4 separate regions of the Gossypium hirsutum genome follow, and regions 1, 2 and 4 are each linked to region 3. The links are chromatin contacts, called in public Hi-C maps. All regions are on one chromosome and are shown on one strand. The core of a region is the stretch at or near the end of the contact, and the rest is flanking DNA. Distances in the headings are between cores, read along the strand shown.

What was found. Hi-C and Micro-C count contacts between places; a contact is called where the count stands out from the background.
Region 1: a contact with region 3 is called in a Hi-C map of hypocotyl, with 3 times the contacts expected there. The contact joins the promoter of LOC107914559 here to the promoter of LOC107914577 in region 3. A contact is called at or near these places in 2 of 34 Hi-C or Micro-C datasets (hypocotyl and leaf).
Region 2: a contact with region 3 is called in a Hi-C map of leaf, with 1.7 times the contacts expected there. The contact joins the promoter of LOC107916072 here to the promoter of LOC107914577 in region 3. A contact is called at or near these places in 2 of 34 Hi-C or Micro-C datasets (both in leaf).
Region 4: a contact with region 3 is called in a Hi-C map of leaf, with 2.6 times the contacts expected there. The contact joins the promoter of LOC121222168 here to the promoter of LOC107914577 in region 3. A contact is called at or near these places in 6 of 34 Hi-C or Micro-C datasets (callus, hypocotyl and leaf).

Annotation. Positions count from the first base shown.
Region 1 is chrD10:20,467,761-20,470,639 of Gossypium_hirsutum_v2.1, forward strand. It overlaps LOC107914559 (shikimate O-hydroxycinnamoyltransferase), which reads left to right and starts at 1,441. Exons shown (of 3, transcript XM_016843501.2): 1 at 1,441-1,587; 2 at 1,794-2,204; 3 at 2,294-2,879. The coding sequence starts at 1,794.
Region 2 is chrD10:20,400,992-20,403,691 of Gossypium_hirsutum_v2.1, forward strand. LOC107916072 (protein LURP-one-related 10) reads right to left here and starts at 1,278. Exons shown (of 4, transcript XM_016845242.2): 1 at 985-1,278; 2 at 549-835; 3 at 224-469. The coding sequence starts at 830.
Region 3 is chrD10:20,643,369-20,646,068 of Gossypium_hirsutum_v2.1, forward strand. LOC107914577 (integrin-linked protein kinase 1) reads left to right here and starts at 1,273. Exons shown (of 12, transcript XM_016843517.2): 1 at 1,273-2,048. The coding sequence starts at 1,632. LOC107914578 (a long non-coding RNA gene) reads right to left here. Exons shown (of 2, transcript XR_001688925.2): 2 at 2,380-2,700.
Region 4 is chrD10:20,447,287-20,449,986 of Gossypium_hirsutum_v2.1, forward strand. It overlaps LOC121222168, which reads right to left and starts at 1,434. Exons shown (of 2, transcript XM_041102176.1): 1 at 1,228-1,434. LOC107914560 (a long non-coding RNA gene) reads left to right here and starts at 571. Exons shown (of 2, transcript XR_001688924.2): 1 at 571-1,092; 2 at 1,428-1,661.

The DNA of each region.
Region 1 (2,879 bases), core at 191-2,690, 180 kb before region 3:
CTATGACATTTATAACGTATTTTTATTCGATTTATATTTTGTAAGATTTATTATTGTAATTGAAATATGCATTCCTAATACATTTTGTGATATATTTTGAGTAATTTGTTTAAATTTTAGAGAAAATATTGTGAGTTTTTAATTTTGTATAATTTATTTACATGTTAATTTTTTTTATAACTTTATCTTTATATTGTATTTATATTATGTTCCCATCATGTATTAATTATTCCTATATCTATGTCATATTTTAATTTATTCCTATTTTATGTAATTTGTTATAAGAATATAATTAAGACATTAAAAACCAAATTTCTCACATTAGATGAATTAATCAATCAATTCCAACAATTTTATAATTCTAGTTGGTCTCACACAATTCAAAATATTGGTCATAAATTTAATTAAAAAGTACATGTTTATATAAAAATAGTTATTTAATATTTATGTGTATATATTAATAAGGTATTGGTATTATTAACAAATGTTGAAATTTCAAGTCTTTGAGTACTCGAGTTGAGAGTCATCATGCATAATTACCATGCATGTGTCTCTCGTCCAATCATGTGTTGTTACTATATATAATTTTTAATCCAATTAATTGGTTTTTACTTAATTCGTTTATACTTTATATTAATTTTAGTTTTATTTTATAATTAGTTAAACATACCTTTGTAATTGTACTATAATTATATTATATTTATACTTATAACTTTTTATGAAATATAGAAGGTTTTTTTTTTAAAAAAAAAGAGGAATTAAATCAAATTTAGATCCGGAATAAACTAAATCATGCCAATAATTATCATCTATAAATATGGATTTGTAAATTAAACCTAATTTTACCTGAAGACTGTACCACCGACCGGGCAATAAGTATTTTACAAATAATTAAAATTTACATTAGGTTATTTAATATTTTTTATTCATAAAATTATTTAGAAAATAAAGATTTAGTTGAGTTATAAATTTAATATTTTTAATATTACAAAAAAGAAACATAATATTATATATAACAGTAAAAGAAACATAAGTAATTTAAGATTTGTATTAAATATTGCAATAGTTTTTATTTTTCTCATTATGAGAATTAAGCAAAAGTATTGGCAAAATTATACTATACTTAAAAAATGATGTATAGTTAAAATTATTATAAATTTATCAATTGAGTTTTAATTCAATTAGTATTGATATTGGTACTGTTTTCAGTGTAAGAAGAAGTGAGTTCAAGTGTGTTGAAGCATATTATCCTTCAAATTAATGTTTGAAGATGGACTATAAATAATTTTGGATATTATTTCAAAAAGGTGTTATCAAATTTATAAATTTTACAAAAATAAAATTGATAATTTTGTACTTTAAAAGTTCTAGAAGGGCCAAATTTAAAAGTTCAACTGTTCTTTTTATTGTAATAAATACGCAAGGTATTGAATTTAGGGATGGAGACCAGCTGGCACTTGACAATGTGATTTTGGTCTAATTCATTAAAAATCTGGATCTATAAATTAAGCGCAAAGGCTTCACCAGGGACTGCTCAAGTCTCCCTTTGCGCCCTTTACACCCTTGTTCTTCTAACACGATTTCAAGGTATGAATATTCCAATCTTTCTCTTTCATCATTCCATTTTTTTAATTAGAAAAATCACTATTTTCTCTCCTTCATCTTTCAAACATTCAGTAGAAGTAGAAGTTTATACATGTTCTTATCTCATTTTCATTGATATCAAAACCTGCCTTTTCATACCATTCATTTGAAGATGCGATTGACAATGGAGTTTGTTATCTAATTTATAGATGGAGATTACTATAAAGGAGTCTGCTATTGTTCGTCCAGCTGAAGACACTCCCAAACGAAGTCTATGGAACTCCAATTTAGATATAGTGATGATAAGATACCACATCCCTACTGTATACTATTACAAGCCAAATGGTTCTTCTGATTTCTTTGATACTGGAAGGCTTAAAGAAGCTTTGAGCAAGATTCTTGTCCCATTTTACCCTGTTGCTGGAAGGTTGGGGTATGATGAAAATGGAAGACTTGAGATAATATGCAACGGTGAAGGAGTTTTATTCGTTGAAGCTGAAACTACTGCAGTCATGGAACATTTGATTGGTGCTTTTGCCGAGAACCATCAAGTGTTACGTTTAGTCCCTAAAGTCGACTATTCTGAAGGAATATCTTCCTATCCACTTATTTTATTGCAGGTAATCCACAAACATTTCACCGAAAAAAGGATATAAAATATAAAGAATTATATAATAATAGTTTATTTATTGTGTGTGTATTTTACCAGGTAACTAAGTTCAAATGCGGTGGAGTTTGTCTTGGAGTAGGGATTCAACATACTTTAGGAGACGGCGCAGCGGCTCTTCATTTCATCAATAGTTGGGCTGACACTTCACGGGGCTTGACGCCTGCCATTGCACCATTCATTGATCGAACTCTTCTTCGTGCTCGGGACCCACCAACGCCTAAGCTCCACCATGTTGAATATGACCCTTCACCGGCATTGAAGTCTGCATTAAAATCTCAATCAGATGATCATAAGCCATCCATTGTCTCCACCTTTAAGCTCACAGCTGATCAATTGAACACCCTGAAAGCCAAAGCTAATGTTGCAAATGCAAACGGTGGTATAAAATATAGCAGCTTCAACATCTTGGCTGCACATATATGGCGTTGTGTAAGTAAAGCAAGGGGTCTCCCAGCTGATCAAGATACCAAGCTGTATTTTCCAGTCGACGGTCGATATAGATTGGATCCTCCGCTCCCACCAGGCTACTTCGGCAATGTAATCTTTACGACTGCATTAATTGCTCAAGCTGGTAATCTCGAAACCGAATCGTTTACTGACACCATAAAGAGGATCCATGAAGGAT
Region 2 (2,700 bases), core at 28-2,527, 240 kb before region 3:
CATAGATTAAACCCATGTCATCTGAGTTAAAAAATAAATAAATTAACCACCGTCCAAAGTAAGCCTTTGCAGTATTAAACTTTGTGTTAATATATTCAATTTTGTGCATAATCTTTTGGCTCTCTGAGTAATATTGATTTTGTGCATAATATTTGGCCTAAAAGGTGGATATAATTAGTGCTTTAGTAAGAAATGATTAGGATTGGAATAGTAAATTTATTACCTGTGCAATAATAGCGTGTCCTGCAAAAATAGTGCAGCTGCTGTCGCGCCAACCCTCTGTGATCTTGAAATCAGGCAGTGATTCACTGGTATTGGATGCCAAGAAAACATCTAAAGTCGTAGTCGTCGTAGTCTTCGTCCTCATCTTCAGATGAACCAAAGACGATTTCCTCACACTGAAAAGAAAATCACTTGATTTGTCGCTTTCCCCTCTAAAAACTCTCCATCTCCTATGAACACTCAATATCTAACCAAAGAACACCAAATTTATATTCACTGAATTTGAATTCACATATTGTCCAAGAAAATGGGAACCAAACCTTCACCTTCTGTTTGAGGGAAACGAGAGGATTTCCAGCAGCGTCAAGCAAAACGCGGCGATCAGGAAAGCTGAACAACTTATTTTTAACCTTGAAAATAGGGTTATCATTAACGTCGGTGATATCGAAGTTATTTTCAGCAACCGTAAATACCGTGTGTTGTATTTTAAGATCCACAGGGTATGGGGCAATGTACTGTTCACCGATCACCACAATGGGGTTACTCTCCGTCGTATAGGCATTGGCCGGTGCCGTTCCTGACGCTGGCCCTGGAAGCTTTCCTCCCATCGCAGCTGCCATTGGATATCGAATATTATCTCTTATTCTTACAGGAAATTAAAACAGTGAGGAAATTCTATTGAAAATTTGGTACGGGATTAACATTTATTTATGCAAAATATGTGTACGTGCAGATTCAATTAGATTTCTGTTGCTATATTACATGTTTTGGTTCAAATTCTTACGCCAGCTACTGCAGTTTGTTCCGCATGAGAAGAAGCTTGCCGGCCATTTCATGTTTTTTCCAACGCTTTCACCTACTAAAATACAAATTTGGCTTAACCATTTTTCTCTTCAATGAATAGAGTAAAAAGGTTGACGAATAATTAACTCTCTTTTTTCCCCAAACAGACTGATAAGCTAACTTAAGATAATTATCTAACAATAAATGAAGATTGAATGGTGGTGATGCTGCTCTTCCCCTCTCTAATTTTAGTGTGTGGTGGGTATAGACCGATTGTGTGTTTTCTAATATTGATTGTATTTCTCCGAAGTTGTTTCTTTGGTGGGAGAGAATGCGTTTATTGTGTTGGAATATAAGGGCTTCGTCTTGGCCCTATAAGAAGAAATGTCTTTCTTGAAACAGTGTAGGTTATTTTGGATCCTTGGGGCGCTGTGACGTGGGCTGGTTAGGTGAATTCATTCTTTTCTTTCGGGGTATCTCGTTTAAGGGCTTTCTAAGAAGGATGGTGGTTTGCTTCTTGGGTGGGCTGTTATGTGGTCTATCCGGCCAGTGAAGGCCTTGTCAAACAATGTGCCCTTGTTAGAATCAGTTTAGAATTCTAACCAAACATTTAGAGATGACAAAACAAATCGGGAATTCGATTGTGTTAATTTGTGATAATTGTCCACCTTTTTACTCTTTATTCATTTAAGACAATAGATATTTAAATGATGGACACCAATTCAAAGTGCATGACCAACAATTGAAACATTATCTTGGGAATATTGATCACAAGCAGGCAGAGACCATTAAATTGGTCAAAAAATTTTAATTCTTATGAAATTTATTATGTAGTTTTATTTTTATTTCAATTTTGTTTCTATTAAAGTTTGTTTTATTTTTTAATCTTATTTATTTATTTTTATTTTTGCAGAATAATTAGGTACCATTGTCGACGCATTTGGGCTTTATTGTCAAAATAGTTCATACTATTGTACTTTCACTTCTGACTCAGCAAGAATGAGGGCAGATCAGAAATTTTAGATCCTACGATTTGATCAAAAGTCACCTAGTCGTCTGATCTGTCTGAGCGAGCGCAATTCTCATTGGATGTAATTATTCCCGCCAGCTTTATTTCCCTTCAGAAAATCACGTCTTTCCATTTTCTTCTTTCACTCACTATAAACCCCTCTTCACTGTGCCGACTGTGAAACACCCAAGTAGCAATTTTTATTCACTTTCTCTTCCTTAAGTTCGTACCTTAACACCTTTAAACCATATTCACTCCACAAAACAAGAAAAATATGGCAAGAACAAGAGGATCAGTCAAGAAAACCACCAAGCCTGTTGAAGAACACTCATCCTTTGCAACTGCAGTTCATGAGTTGAAATCCTCCATGCCAACGGAGAAAAAAGAGTCGATGATGCCGGGGTAGCGCTGAAAACTGAGGAGCGATCCGAGAATCGTGTGAAGCCTAAAGAAAAGAAGAGAAAGCGTTCTAAAGACAAAAAGCGCAAGAATGAGGAGAAAAAGATGAGGAAGAAAAAATATCGTATAGCCACATTGATGGCCAAGGAAAAACGAGTTAGTTTATTTTAAGTTTTAGTTGTAGTATTCATGCATTGCATGTAGCTGTAATTTTCATTTTGTTAGTGAACATTGTCGTTGCATTTTTATTGTCATCGCATTTTAATCTTAGTGCATTGGGAACAATG
Region 3 (2,700 bases), core at 23-2,522:
CACTAAAATACTTAAACCTACCTTAAAATTATTTTAAATTCACAATTTTAAAAATGTTTAAAGAATTTTCTAATAATATTTTCACAAAATAACTTAAAAATAAATTAATAAACATTACCATCAAATTCAAATAATTTAGTAAGAATAAGTGTATCTAATTTGCCCATACCATTTATTATGTATACATTAGGTATCGTATTATATTTATGACACTATTTTTTATATTTACGTTTGAAGCATGTACAAAAATGAAAAAGTAATATTTTTCTATAAATGTATTATATTCTCTCCATTCACTCACTTATTAATTTTAAATTCCACACACTGAATAATAATAATAATAATAATAATAATAATATGCCCTTTAATTATCATAAATTTTTATATTACTAATCAAAAGAATAATTTTATGCAACATGCCCTAAAAAGTAATTTTTTATATACATTATTCAAAACTTTTAAATTAAACCTTCTCCATATTATATAATATTTTTTTCTAGATAAAAACGTCATAAAAATAAAAAAAAGTTAATAATAGAAATAACTTTGAAAGAAAAAATAATAATTTAGATATTGTATTATCTCTAACATAACAAATTTCATCTATGATAAGAATTTCGTTTTTCCTACCCCTAAAAAAATAGGTTTTTTTTTGTTTTCGAAAAAAATAGTTAATATGTAGTATTTTAGTTTTAGAAAAGAAAAAAAATCAAAATTACCCAAAAAATTTTAATTTAATGTGAACGTTATAAATTTTAATTTTGTATAATTTTATATATAAATTTTAAATTTAATTTAATTTAAGTTTAATAATATTATCAGTTTAGCATCAATTTATATTTATATATTATATATACAAATAGTTATATTAATCAAATACAAAAATAAATAAATTTATTTAAAATTGAATAAAAATCAAAATTTTATGTGTATAATTATATTAAATTAAAATTTATATTTTAAATATTATATATTAAAATAAAATTTAAGTGTAATTTTAATATTTATTTTATTTTAGAGAAAAAGTCAATCAAAATCAAATCGAATATAGTGATAATTGAATCTAGCTGTAATTATTCATATTCTTTTAGAAAAAAAAATCTCTTGGATAACATTTTGAAAATTTTTACTGATTAAAAAGTAAAAAATTATTATTATTGAAATTAATTCAAAGAATAAATTATGGGTTTTTTTCGGCATTTGTCTCTCGCAACAAACACAACGTTGTACGTTGTAATAAGATAGATGGCACTATAAATGAATATTTAGGTGAACGCCATTTTCGGTGGTTTCGTGGGTTGAAACAAAAAACAAGCAGAGTAAAGGAGAAAATCCAAAAGCCAAGTTTCGACCATCTTTTTTTTTGCCTTGATTTTCTCTTTTTTTATTAGGCCCCCTGCGCTTCGCTCGGATCTCAAATCTTCTATCCTTCATCTCCTCATTCAGGCTTCGGCTCGATATCGGGATCCCTGAGCTTAAACTTGCTTCTCCGTTTTCTCCCCCATTTGGCTCTCGATCGTCCGAATCCAGATTTCCTCTTCACATTCCCTTGTTTTATCGATGATTATGTGAATTGTGTTGCTGTTCCAAATTTCTGGATTACCCTTTTAATTGTATCCTAAGAAACCACCATGGCATTAGCAGCTCAGTTAAACCGGGGAATCTCCCGCCAGTTCTCTACCGGGTCAATAAAACGGAGTTTCAGCCGCCAGTTCACGCGGCAGACATCGCTGGACCCTCGGAAGAACAATCAAAGATTCAGCTTTGGTCGGCAGTCGTCGCTGGACCCAATTAGGCGGAGTCCCCTCCACGATGATATGGCGGTGCCGGAAAACCTTGACGCGACCATGCAGCTGCTCTTCATGGCGTGTAGAGGGGATGCCAAAGGAGTGGAAGATTTGTTGAATGAAGGCGTTGACGTTAATAGTATTGATTTGGATGGCCGTACTGCTTTGCATATCGCTGCTTGTGAAGGTCATGTTGAGGTTGTTAAGCTGCTTCTTGTTAGGAAGGCTAATATTGATGCCCGTGACCGTTGGGGTAGTACGGTACGTTTCTTCTTCTTCCTTCTTTTTTATTCATTTTGTCTTATTTTTTGTCCGTTTTCTTTTAATCCTTTATTTGTTTGAATTGCGGGGAAAGTTATTATTTATTTGCAGGTTTTAACTATTTCATTGTTATCATTGTGATTAATCATCTTTTTTGGTCGGTTTTGTTCATACAACTTACTGGTTTTGAACATGGAAGTTTAAAGATGTTAGATTAGATTTTGTTTCAATGCTTAAGCTATTTAGCTTTGATTGATTATTGGGATCTTGTGTGGTGTGGTTTAGAGGAGAAAACAGGCAGTAAATAAACAAATTAGGGCTGAACTATGAATAGGAAAGAAGATGAACTCTAGAAAACTTAGGTTATAGAAAACCTCTAATTTTCTATGAATTCAAAGACTTTCATTCTTGCAACTAGGCTTTCTTGTAAACAAAGTTTTATCCCTAATCCTAAGTTTAAATCCTAATGAATAATGATACTAGCCGTCTAAAATACATCCATACTTAAAATATTATAAGATCAAACTGTCATAATAAAATATTGTAATAAAAAGAAAAGCTCCCATCTCATCTCCCCGCTTGAAAAATTCAACTCCGGTGAGAAAAGTTTCGCCACTTCAGCATAATTTTCTAGATCGGCTCTTTGCAGCCT
Region 4 (2,700 bases), core at 184-2,683, 200 kb before region 3:
TGATGAATGGTTAAAACCAAAAAATATTTTCAAAATGGTATGTTAAAGTTATTATACAATATGATACAGATCCTTTAATTTACAGCATATACGAATAAATATTCGCAAATATATATATACAAATACAATATATCAGTAAAGTTGCAAACATATGTACACATATATCAAACACACATACCAGCATACATCTAAAAAGAGAGAATGGAATATATCAAATAAAACAAATACAAATACATGTGTTGAAAACAAAATAAAAGTATAAAAATACGCATATATATATATTTACAAAGAAAAACAAAACAATATATATAATATATAAATAAACTACGAAAATATATACATGTATGTGAAAATATGTATGAATTATAAAATGGAAAAATGTATATGTATTATAAAATGTAAATTTATATACATATATAAACTATATATAAAAACTAAGAAGATAATATAGTAATAAAATATATAAAATATGTACACGTATTTTAAAACATTTAAAATATATATACCTATATAAAATACAAACATATGCGTGTATATATGTATAATAATAATAATAATAATAATAATAATAATAGTAATATATAATATAATAACAAAAATAACAGCAACTTAATAACAAGAACAATATTACAAACTAATATATAATCTAATTTGTAAAAGCAAATACAATGGACTAAATTTGAATCAAAACAGAATTAAAACACAAAATCAAATTAAAGCAGAGGATGAATTCGCAAAATGCGTGCAACATGGAGGGCCAGAAGGGAAATTAATCCCTCCCTTCCAAAACGTTGTGCAGCATGGGATTAAAATAGAACAGATTTAATATGTCATGGAAAAATTTGAAAACGATAAAAACAATGGTTTTGAAATGATGGGAAACATGAAAGGATTAAAAACGAAAATAACCCATCAATGTTTAAAAGTTAAAATCCATTTCATTTGCAGCCAATAAAACTCATTCAAACCCTAAAAATAACTCTACTCTGCCACTTTTGAAATTGCCGCAGCTCCTCTCCCTCTATGCCATTTCAGACTCCTTTCACTCCGATAACGACAAAACGGAGAGGTCTCCCGACGACCCTCACGATAGTAAGTCCTCCTTTGCTTATCCTTTTCGTTTTGTTTATTATTATTTTTTAAAAGGAGAAAGAAAAGAAGAAGATAGCAAAATAATAATAAAAAACCAGTAAAATCAAAGAAAAATCGGAAAAAAAATAAAATCACCTTTTGAAAAATATTCTTTGTATTCTCAATATTCTCTCTGTTTTCGAATATATTTTACACCGAAAAAAATCCCTCCCCCCCCCTTGTTACAGACTTTCATCAGCTTTATATAGCCGATTAAAACTAAAAATCTGGAAAAAAAAATCAAAAACCCCACTTCTTTCTGTTATTTGCTGTGCTTGTGTCCCCCTTTTTCGCAGGTTTGGTGACCGTGGAGTGCGCGCGACGGGCGCGGAGCGACAAACACGGTGTGCGGGCACTGTTGCGGCGTGCGTGTGGGAGCTGCTGCGCCTAGGCTTCTTGCTGGTGTTTTGGGCCATTTTCTGTTGGACTAGGGTTGAAATTGGCTATTGGGTTTTATTTTTTTTGGGCCTGCTATTGTATTTTATTATTGATTGGGCAGGGCAAATAATTGGTATTACAATATTCTTACATTCTTAATGCCTTTTGGAATAGGAAAAAAGTAACACTACCATATAAAAATGATTTTGATGAAAGAAAATTTTAGACAAAAGTAAGTCCAATACAAATGAACAAAGAAATAGAAGAATTTTGTAAAAAAGAAATACAAGATTTTCTCAATAAAAACTTAATTAGATAGAGCAACTCTCCTTGAATTTGTTTAGCATTTTACGTGATGAAAAATGCAGAACTCAAAAGAGGAACCCCAAGATTAGTCATTAATTACAAACCTCTCAATCAAGCTTTAGAATTAGATACACAATCCTAAATAAAAATACTGATTGCAAAAACTATTCAATGTCAATTTTTTTTTAAATTTGACTTGAACTCGTGATTTTGGGAAAATCAAATAAAAGAAGTTGAAAGATACAAAACGACATTTGTTGTACCATTTGAGCAATACGAATGGAACGTAATACATTTTGGACTAAAAATACTCCATCTAAATTCATAAAAATTATGAATGATATTTTTAATCCATATTCCCAATTTACAATAGTATACATTGAAGATGTATTAATGTTTTTTGATAATTTCGAAAAACACTTCAAACACTTATCCATTTTTGTCAAAGTTATAAAAAACAATAGTTTAGTAGTATCTAAATCCAAGATTAGTTTGTTTCAAACCAGAGTAAGGTTTTTAGGTCATTATGTTACCCAAGGGATCATTACTCCAACAGAAAGATCTATAAAATTTTCCAGCAAATTTCCAAATCAAATCCTTGATAAAGTCCAACTACAAAGGCTCTTAAGTAGCCTCAATTATGTCATAGATTTTTATCCCGATTTTAGAAAATTATGTAAGCCCTTGTATAAAAAGCTCAATAAGAATCCACAACCTTACAAATGTTCACACTTAGCTGATCCAATCGCCCCCAAAATAGTAGAAACAAATGCTTCTGAGATAGGGTATAGTAGGATTTTAAAACAAGTCAAATGAGGAAAAGAACAAACAATCCACTTTACATCTTGACACTGAATCAACTCACCAAAATTATAGTACAATTAA